Regions from separate parts of the Mus musculus genome. Here region 2 is linked to region 1. Evidence: chromatin contacts called from public HiChIP or PLAC-seq data. All regions are on one chromosome and are shown on one strand. Each heading gives the region's core, a stretch centred on a gene start, on an enhancer-like site or on the middle of the called end of the contact. The rest is flanking DNA. Distances are from core to core; before and after follow the strand shown.

Region 1 (5,318 bases), core at 1,564-4,063:
GCCACTGGATTGGGAGCTGGGAACCGATGCTAGTCTTCTGGAATAGCAGGACCACTCTCAGCTGCTGTGCTGCCTCTCCAGCCTCCACATTTTTTTTTTCTTAATTAGACATGAGTAGGTGTATTAATCTCTTTTCTCAGCTGCTGGACAGACCACCTGCCAACAGTGTAAGGGAGGCAAAGTTTCTTTGACTCCAGGATTTCAGACTAGAGTGTGTCATAGCAAGGAAGGTGTGTCCCTGAGCATGTAGCTCAGGCTCCTCACAATCATAGCAGATCAGGATGCAGTGGAAGCAGGGTCAGGTGACAACCCCCTTAGGCTCTCCCCCAGGCACCTACCACCTTAATCTGGGTCTCAGCTCCTGAAGATCCCCCAGATTCTCCAAACAGCCACACATCTGGGGACCAAATGTTCAAATATAGCCTACTGGAGCCATTTCACATTCAAGCACTATCAGTCAAGATGTGTAGGAGTGGGCGTGTCAAATGAGACCTCAGGGTCTTTGTTTTAAAGAGATATCATCCTGTCTCCAACAAAGCGGAAGGCAAGGACTGCCCCCCCCAAGAGGGGAAGAGAGAGAGAGAATAAACCTATATTGTATTTTTGGGAAGGAAGAGGAGAAGAAGGAAGAGAGGAAAGACCAAGGATGAGCAAAAGCAAAAAACCATTGATATATGTGTATAAAACAACACTCATTACTTTGTAAATTTACCTAAAATTTTATTTTAAAAAGAACAAGAAAAACAGGGCATGCCAACCCAGGACTTTTACCAGTGGAATTAGATTTTTGCTATAGAAAAGTCATTGGTGGTGGAGGAGAGAGTCACCGTGTGTGCAGAATACACAGGACAGGTCCTGCAGAGAGGGTCACCGTGTGTGCAGAATACACAGGACAGGTCCTGCAGTGAGGGACACTGTGTGCAGAGTACACAGGAGAGGTCCTGCAGAGAGGGACACTGTGTGCAGAGTACACAGGAGAGATCCTGCAGTGAGGGACACTGTGTGCAGAGTACACAGGACAGGTCCTGCAGAGAGGGTCACCGTGTGTGCAGAATACACAGGAGAGATCCTGCAGAGAGGGACACTGTGTGCAGAGTACACAGGAGAGGTCCTGCAGTAAGGGACACTGTGTGTGCAGAGTACACAGGACAGGTCCTGTGTTAGACACATATTTCAGTGGCTGTAGTAAATCCAAGCAGGAAATGGTAAAGACTTGAGCTAAATCTCCGCTCCTGTTTGTTTAGAGAGTTCCTCAGGATAAGCTAGGCTGGCTTCCCGTTCCTTTATTTCTGATTTGGAGCTGGCTCTCGTGTCTGGATTGGTGAATTGTTCTTTTCTGATTTGTATCTTCCAAAGCATTACTTTATTTATTTTTTTTCTTTTCTTGCTTCCTCTCTTCTTTACACTTTGGGAAATGTTTACTTTTCTTTCATTACATTATATTTACTATGGCCCATGCTTGCAGAGGTCTGAAGACAACTGTATTCTCCTTTTACCACGTGGTTCCAGAAGGTTCCAGTTAGGTTGTCAGGCCTGGTAGCAAGTGCCTTTAGCCATCTTGTTGGCTTACATCTTACATCTCTTTACTGTAGGTTCAGTGGGGGTTGAGTGGGGACAAAGTCATTCCTATGTATTTAATGTTACTTTACCTGCAACTTATGTTTTTGTTTCACGATAAACATCCCTTTTCGTTTTACTGTAATAAAATTGCCTTCAGATTGGCTACCTGCAATGGTGTGATTGCATCTAACACAGTATTTCTAGACTCTAGTCTCTAAAAAAAATTAAATATACATAAAGTCCTACCTCCATGATTTAGCCTAAGTAAGTAAATTAGCTTTATGGATACTCACTGCAGTGCTTGATGTGGTAGTAAAAAACATTCCAACAACCAAGCATAGCTTAAATAAACATACTTTTACAATTCAATATCTACTAATGAGAAAATTTACATAGAAACAAGCTTAAATAGCAGTACTCCAGAAAACACAAGGCTATTTGGTCAAGGTCACTGGACGAAGCTAACTCTTCTTTTTGAAGCACACATTTCCTGGTGACTTGAGAGCATGGCATGAAACCTTTCCTTAAGCGTCCTAATGTCCACTCTCCCCTTCTTCCTCAGTAACAGGATCGGATTTGTGATGGGAGGTGTTTCTCCTGTTTATGCTGTAACTAGGGATCACATTAGGGCTTAAGTAAAAGAAATATAAAAGTGGTTTTAGGAGAAACTTCCGGGAGGCTTCTTTGAGGCACTGATGACAAGAGTGAGGAAAGGAAGCAGACATTAAGCTACTTCCTGTACTAAGATCTCCTAATAAACAAACAAAAATTAGTTACTAAAACCTTCAAAGATCTGGCTAATTCTAATTGGAGAAGAAAAAAGAGGGCCGAGGGAGTACGTATGCCGATTTTCCTTTGAATAAACTTACTTTGCAAAGGTTGATAAGGTTACAAAAAATCGCTCGCGGTAGTGACCTCTTTTCGGGTTTTCCGCGACAATCCGCAAATCGAGACCATTCCTTTCGTAGACCATTCCGTCGCGCCGATGCCGGCCCTTGTCCCATTCCCAAATTTGTCTAGGGTTTGCAGGGTTTCCAGGATACCTCGTGTATCTGAGGATCTGCATTAACTTAAATTTTGGCCCCAGATGTCAGTTAGGAATTTGAGAACAGAGCCCGGCTGGCGGAATTCTCTCAGGCCACCAATCCTGGGCGCAGGGCAGGGCGGAGCTGGTCCCTCCCTGTTACGTAGCCAGTAGTCGGGACCAGACGAGGGAGGGGCGTGGCATACCTGCTATCAACCTTGTGATTGGCATTCCGTCTCCAGTGGCCGCGGCTGTCAGCTGCCCAGAAGCCTGGGCGAGTGAGGACCTACAAAGTTTGTCCGCTCCGGGGCGCCATACCGGCTCGGGTCCGGGCCAGCCGGGCTGGGCTGGGCTGAGCCCAGGAGACCCCGATGGCCGCAGTGTTCCTGGTAACGCTCTATGAATACTCGCCGCTCTTCTACATAGCGGTGGTCTTCACCTGCTTCATCGTCACCACCGGCCTGGTATTAGGATGGTGAGTGTCCAGGGCTGGGAGTGGAGGGCGCGGGGACCGCCGGCCCGGTGTGGGGTCCGCGCAGAGGGTTCGGGTGACTCCGGGAGAGCGGTCACCGCCACCGAACACACTCGGCCCAGGCCAGGCTGCTGCCCCCGTGGGATGGGACCGCAGGGGAGAACTTGGTCCTGGTGCGGGGGTCAGAGTGCGTGTCCCGAAGGCTTTGTCCCGGGCCCCGGCCTACTTTGTGCCTAGCGGGGACCGGTCACCGGCCCCGCAGGCGCGCAGACCTGACCCAAAGGAGCTTGGCTGTTTATGACCCGAACTGACCCTTGCTTGGTCCCAGATCTTTCAGAGGAACTTTTACCCGAATTCTGTATCTACCGATTGCTAATTGAATGGCTTCTTGATGCAGTCTATTTTTTTGGAAGTGATCTTTAGTTAATAAGACGTTTTTAGAAAGGAGCGAGATTTTAGGAATAAGTTATTCTGTGGGGTGGAGGCATTTTGCTTCTAGGAGAGTTACATAACCCAGGAACAATTCTTTCAGTGTTGAGTCTCCGGTATCCCTCTTGAGGAGATGCAGTTTTATCATGTTTAGGCTTATAAAACACAGCTGGTTGAAACCACGGGACTAGCCTACAGCGGTTGCTCTCTAGACTGCAGCTTTCATAGCCCCTTGAAAAGATGGTGAACCCAAATGTATTGAACAGTGGCTCTAAATGAGCAAGAACCATGGCTGGAAGTGGACCGTACAGAAAAGGACATGAGCTGTTACAGTTGGGGAACGAGTTCTCTGAAAACTATGTGAGAACGGGAATGCATTTGCAAGAAGAACAAAGCAAACAGGTTTGAGACTGAAGCGGGCTTTGTAAATCAAGCTCAAAAATACCACTTGATTACATATTCATCGTTACTTTAAAGACTTTAACAGGTCCCGGTCCGTTTCTGATAATAGGATCTCCTTTTGGAAAAAAAGAACATGTTAATATTTCCACTTGACCCCGAGTTACAGCGTAAAACTCCCATGTTGTGGACAAGATAAGATGAAGTCCAGTCTTAAGTTGTTTTCTCTTTAAGACAGGTGGTTTCCCTGTAGCATAGTATGATTGCAGTCCTGTTTCAGCATCCCAAGTGCTGGGAATATAGGGGTGTGCCACCATACGTGGATCACTCCGTGTTATTTACTATTAACCTTTCAGGTTTTAATTGCTGTCATTTACGTCAAGGAAGTTTGTAATTAGAATTAGTGTTTACCACTTTAAAAAAAAAGTAGTCTTAATACACAGTTTTTAAAGAACTACAACACTGGTATTACTCTCTTCAACCTAACTTTCCTCTCTAAGGAAATTATCTAGTTGATAATTGCACTATATGCCTTGTTAAATAGGCCACTGGGGGAAGTGGATAAAATTCATATTGCACGTAATGTGGCATCTAAGGGTAAAAGGAAGACGGGTGTGTGTGTGTGGGGGGGGGGGAAGACAGAGAGAGACAGAGACAAGGAGAGACAGGGAGACAGACTTTGGAGTCAGACAAACACAGGTTCACGCCACGTTTAAGGCTTGATTTGAATCTATAATGATTGTTTACTACCTGTGTCAGTAGGAGGTTTACAAGTGTTGCAAGTTTCTATTGTGTTATTTCTTGAAGTCTGGGCTGAGCACTGATGAGGCTGCAAGACCTCGTCAGTAAGCACCAGTCACCTCTGTCCTTATTTGAACCTAACAAGTCATGGTGAACCTAACCAACCATTCTTCCCACCCGGCTTAGCTTCACCTACGTAGATAAGCTTTTTATATTGTTATTTGCAAACTAAACCAAGGCCGGATTCACCTGCTAGAAATGATGATAACTTGGTCACCATGTTAATCTTACAGACATCTTTCTAATATCCCAACCAAGGCAACAGGAGTGAGCTAGTCAACTTGCTACACTTTTCGTCCTTGTCATTGTGTATCGGTCATATCTGCAATGTAATCTCTATTGGTTATCTGTTCTCACGTCACGCGCTGGGTCCTTGTTTCTTGCTTCTCTCCACTGTGCTGCATCTACCTGTGTTGGTGAGCATTGCTGAAAGAGCAGGAACAGCTGGCTATTAGACCCCAGTAACAATAGCCAAGAAAAGGAAAAAGAAATCACACAACAGGACATAACTGTCTTCTAGCCTCCATAGTGGCTTCTGTGAGTCCCAGCAGCACCCGTCTGTCGAATACTCTCAAATACCTTACTCAAATAATCCAGAATATCAACTTGGCAGCGATTCCCTGTCACCCTGGC
Region 2 (5,128 bases), core at 399-2,898, 190 kb after region 1:
TTTGATGCTGGTAAGGAAGTGGTGAAACATCCAAGGAGTAGTCCAGACCAAAAGGCTAGGGCAGAGATCCCTAGACTTCATACCCAATATATTCATTGCAAAGCAAGAAGGCTGTTGCCTAAGGGAGAGTGAGGCAGGCAGTGCTGGGAGAATTGGGCAGAGGGCACAGCCTACTATGACAAAGACTTTGACTTTGTCAAACCAGGAAACCACTGGGAATTTTTGGCAGATGAGTGGTGTGACCCGCCTCACAGGCTAAAGGGATTCATTGGCTGCTATATCTGTAGACAGACTGTATCAGGACAAGGACGGATTCAGAGAGACCATTTTGGAGGCTGATATCATCATCGCACAGGCAAGAGACCATGATGGTTTGAACCAGCAATAGTCACGGTAGTGGGGTGAAACCAACAGATACACCAACCAAATCATCTAATTCAGAAGTAAATTCCTTCCTCATTATTTCTTTCTCATTCATGTTGCAACTAGTAAAGAGAATGAGAGAGAGGACATAAATGTTGCTCCCGTGAGGTTTGCCTGAGCCACTCCTGGAAGGATGGGGTTACTTTCAGTTGAGATGAGTAAGTCTGAGTTGGGCAAGCAGAGGAGCTTTAGGGTAAGAGGCTGAGCTTAGTATCAGAGCTGGTGAGTCTGGGCAGGGAGATGGAGATTAAGAGATGCTGAGGAGGAGGCAGGATATATGGATATGTTCTTTGGGAAAGAGGGTGAACCTGACGCTTTGTGAATGGGTAGTGTTTCAAGCAATGAGATTAAGTGATATTACAAGTTGGAGACAATCAGGGAGGCACACAGCCTGGGTTCTTCAACCTGGAGGCCACAGGGACAACGGCAAAGGAGGGGCTGGAGAGATGGCTCAGAGGTTAAGAGCACTGGCTGTTCTTCTAGAGGTCTTGAGTTCAATTCCTAGCAACCACATAGTGGCTCACAGCCATCTATACTGTAATCTGATGCCCTCTTCTGGCATGTAGGCATACATGTAGGCAGAATACTGTATACATAATAAACAAATAAATTTAAAAAGGGGGGGGGGCTGCAAAGGAACAAGAGGATCCAACAGGAAGCTACCCAGTTAGAGAAGAAGAGTGCCTTGCAAGGGAAAGGGATAAAACACTTCAGAAAGAAAAGAATAATGAGCTGAGTAAAGTGTATTGAAAGTGTATTGATAGGACCAAGAGTTAGTCATCATCATATTGATAAAGGAAGGATAACAGGGATAAGCCAAGAGCTCTTAGCACATGATGGATATTGAGGGTTGAGCCAGTGATTGCAAAGAGACAGGATGATGAGCTAGACTCAAGCTTGACTTAGGCCCGTTGATGATTTATAGAAGAGGTTGTAACATGGAGACAAGGAAAAATGTTGTCTATTGCAGAGACAAAAACGGCCGGAAGAGCCACTCCAAGGTTTTGAAGGAAAATAATAGGATACGGCCAAAAACACTGGTTCCCAAACTAAGCCCTATTGCGCCTACTTCCTCCTATCCATGGGCGGATGCTGGAGCACTGAGATCTCAGGGATCTGAGCTGGGGATTTTCCTTCCCTAAGAAAGCGATGTGTCAGAGCCTAAGATAAACAGCAGTCCCCTTCCGTCAGGCCGTTCAGCTTGATGACTAAGTAAGAATGTTAGCCAGGTGGGCAGTGATGAAGCACGCCTTTAATTCGAGCACTTGGGAGGCAGAGGCAGGCAGAGCTATGAACTATGAGCAAGCCGACCTGCTCTACAGAGTGAGATCCAGGACAGTCAAGGCTACACAGAGAAACCCTGTCTCTGAAAACAAAACAGAATGTGCAGGTCATTTTACTGTGAGACCAAAAATGTACCAGATGTTAGCTGTCACAATCTGGCACAAGATTTAGTCAACTTTGTTTCATCCACCAAGGGAAACAGTCTAAGGAGCCCAGAGCCTGGCTCAGTATTCCTGTTCGCTTCCTACCTGTGGTCTGCTGTAAGACAGGATGACCATCCCCTGGCTTAGGTACAGCTTGACGTTACCTCACCTGCCCCAGAGTGTCTGATCCTTTCTACTCTTTGCTGGTTGACTTAAACTTGGACTGGCAAAATCAAACCAAACCAACAATCAAAAAACAGCGATGAAACAACAAGCGGCATGGAATTGTTCCAGTTCACATTACAGTAGTACTTGATTCCTGTCTTCAGGAGGGAAAGGCTAGTGACTGAACCTCGGGCCTCATGCCAGCACTTAACTTCATGTCTTGCTCTTTCTTTACTTTAGTTTTGAGGCAGAGTCTCCTAAGTTGTCTAGGCTGCATTTGAACTTGTGATGTGCTTGCCTGAACCCTGGGATTAGAGGCATGGGTCACCAGGCCTACCTAGTACTAGCCTCATGGGGCTTTATGGTATTTGATGCTTGTTTGTTTTGAGACAGGGTCTCCCTGTGTAACTCTGACTAGCCTGGAATTCACTGTGTAGACCAGGCTAACCCAGGAATCACAGAGATCTGCCTGTGTCTGCCTTCCTAGTGCTTGGATAGAAGGCATGTGACACCACTCCTTTTGACATTCTTTACTTTAGATTTGGAAGCTTGCTGGTCTTGCTGGCCCAGCATGAGTCAGGAACACAGGAAGTTTACACACTAAAATGTCCCACCAGCCCCATTTGGTCACCTCCTCCCTTCCGCAGATTCCCAATCTGGTTTTAATTGTTATGATTTGTTTGACTAATCATAATTCATGTTTTTTCTGGTTGATAGGATACATTGGAATAATACATTGGCAGTCAACACACACAGACACACACACACAAGTTGCTAACACTCAACAGCATAGCATTTACTACTTAAAACACTTTACACAAATGTTCATTCATTTGATCCTCTAGGATGTGCACATGCTGGCTCTGCTCATGTGATAGAAAAGGCATAAAGGGGTTAAATAAGTTCATGAACAGCACAGGCTAAGTTAGTCAGGGTTTCAACCCAGGTAGGGAGATCCCAGAGTCAGTCATCAGCCTCTCTCTCTCTCTCTCTCTCTCTCTCTCTCTCTCTCTCTCTCTCTCTCTCTCTCTCTCTCAGTTTGAGGTTATATTGTCCCACGTCCTGACCAGCTACCTTTGGACCTTGTGAGTCCACAGCTATAAGACCCCCACCAAAGTCGCTGGTCTTTGTTGACTCCCCAGAGCTGAGGGACTGTTCCTCTGATGAGCCCTACTATAGCTTACAGAGCACCTTACCGTGAGCTCTTAGCATCCTTTAGTCAGCTGCTCACCTCCCCTTCCAAGGTACAAACAAACTCTTAGGACTTAGGAACAAAGACTGATTTTTGGTTGGTTGGTTGGTTGGTTGGTTGGTTTCGTTTTGTTTTTCCAGATAGGGTTTCTCTGTATAGTCTTGACTGTTCTAGACCCACTCTGTAGACCAGGCTGACCTTGAACTCAGAGAGATCCACCTGCCTCTGCCTCCCCGAGTGCTGGGATTAAAGGAGTGAGCCATCACACTCTACAGGACTGTGTCTCTTTATCTTGCTTTCCCAGCCTCCAGAACACCGTGCGGCTCAAAATGTCACACGAACTTTAAAGATGGAAAGTTCCTGACTGGTATCCGAGTGCCATTCTCCTGTGGTAGAGCATCTCTGCTAGAGAATGCCTCTCTCTCATGAAGCCCAGATGTGGGCTCTTGATCCTCCTCCATATGCCCCGGCTAGGCAGCCACTCTAACTCAATAAGATATGACGTGCGAGCTGAGGCTGTGTGCTGAATGGTAGGGACGTAATATATTCTTAGGCTCACCAGGTAGATGTTCATTCACAAAAGTAGTGAATTCCCAACCCAAACAAGAGCTTGTCCCTCGGAATTCACTAAGTATTTAGTGGTGATCATGCTGCCCCCAGTTCTCTCAGGGACATTCATTTTTGTGTGTGTGTATGTGACTTATGATACCAAGTTGGTATCAATACCAAAGACTTTTTTAAAATGCAGTGTGGTCTTGACTAGAAATGGGGTTAGTGATATGAATTGATGGGTATAATCAGAAGCCATTTACTATACACAAATTCATACCCAAAAAAAATGTACATAAGAACTGCCAGCAAGAGCTTGCTGGCAGGAGCCTGATGTAGCTGTCTCCTAAGAGGCTCTGCCAGTGCCTGACAAATACAGAAGTGGATGCTCACAGCCATCCATTGGAAGGAGCTAGAGAAAGTACCCAAGGAGCTAAAGGGGTTTGCAGCCCCCTAGGGGGAAACAACAATATGAACTAACCAGTACCCCCAGAGCTCCCTGGGACTAAACCACCAACCAAAGAAAACACATGGTGGACTCATGGCTCTAGCTGCATATGTATCAGAGGATGGACTAGTTGGTCATCAATGATGCCCTTGGTCCTGTGAAGGCTCTATGGCCCAGTATAGGCAAATGCCAGAGCCAGAAAGCAGGAGTGGGTGAGCAGGGGAAGGAGGAGGGGATGGGGGTTTTCGGAGGGGAAACCAGGAAAGGGGATAACATTTGAAATGTAAATAAAGAAAATATCTAAGAGAGAGAGAGAGAGAGAAGAAGGAGGAGGAGGAGGAGGAGGAGGAGAGGGGGAGAGGGAGAAGAGAGGAAGAGGAAGAGGAAGAGGAGAGGAAGAGAAGAGAAGAGGAAGAGGAAGAGGAAGAGAAAGAGGAAGAGGAAGAGGAAGAGGAAGAGGAAGAGGAAGAGGAAGAGGAAGAGGAAGAGGAAGAGGAAGAGAAGAGAATTGCCAGAATCCGACCAAGGCATGCTATCTGGTTAGTTTTGTTAGTTAGCTTGTGTTAATGTCAGTTTAAAGGTTCCGATAATATAGTGTAGTTCTGGTATGTCACGTAGGGGAAGCTAGTAATGGGTCCATAAGAACTGGCTGTAATGCTTTTATAATTTCTTATAAGTCTGTAATTATTTCAAAGTTGACATTTTAAGGACATAAACCAAACAGGTTACTGCACCTGCAATTCCAGCGCTTTGGACGGAGACGCATGCAAGAGAGTTTGAGGCCAGCCTCTCTAACATAGTGAGCTCAAGGCCAGCCTGGACTACAGAGCGAAACTTTGTTTCAAGGAAACAAAAGAAAAAGAAATAAGGGCACTGACTTGGGAGGGAGAGCATCGGTGTTCTCTTGCAGCTAGTGGATGAGGG

Evidence for each region. HiChIP or PLAC-seq counts read pairs in DNA pulled down with a chosen protein or histone mark.
Region 2: a FOXA1 HiChIP or PLAC-seq map of pancreatic cancer cells shows a contact between it and region 1. The contact joins the enhancer-like site here to the promoter of Cgrrf1 in region 1. A contact is called at or near these places in 5 of 39 promoter capture datasets (the C10 cell line, embryonic stem cells and liver), 4 of 115 datasets of contacts at active chromatin or transcription factors (craniofacial prominence, embryonic stem cells and pancreatic cancer cells) and 1 of 9 other capture datasets (embryonic stem cells).

What each region holds. Positions count from the first base shown.
Region 1 is chr14:46,829,321-46,834,638 of GRCm38.p6, forward strand. It overlaps Cgrrf1 (cell growth regulator with ring finger domain 1), which reads left to right and starts at 2,814. Exons shown (of 6, transcript NM_026832.4): 1 at 2,814-3,059. The coding sequence starts at 2,956.
Region 2 is chr14:47,022,098-47,027,225 of GRCm38.p6, forward strand. All of the region lies in intron 3 of Samd4 (sterile alpha motif domain containing 4), which reads left to right. Among named protein-coding and RNA genes, the nearest start is that of Gm52121, 17 kb to the left of the region's middle. Within about 2 kb of position 1,649, at least 34 of the 459 cell types and tissues checked have an H3K27ac peak or open chromatin away from gene starts, as enhancers often do. A contact at or near this core is called in pancreatic cancer cells, where this site is marked.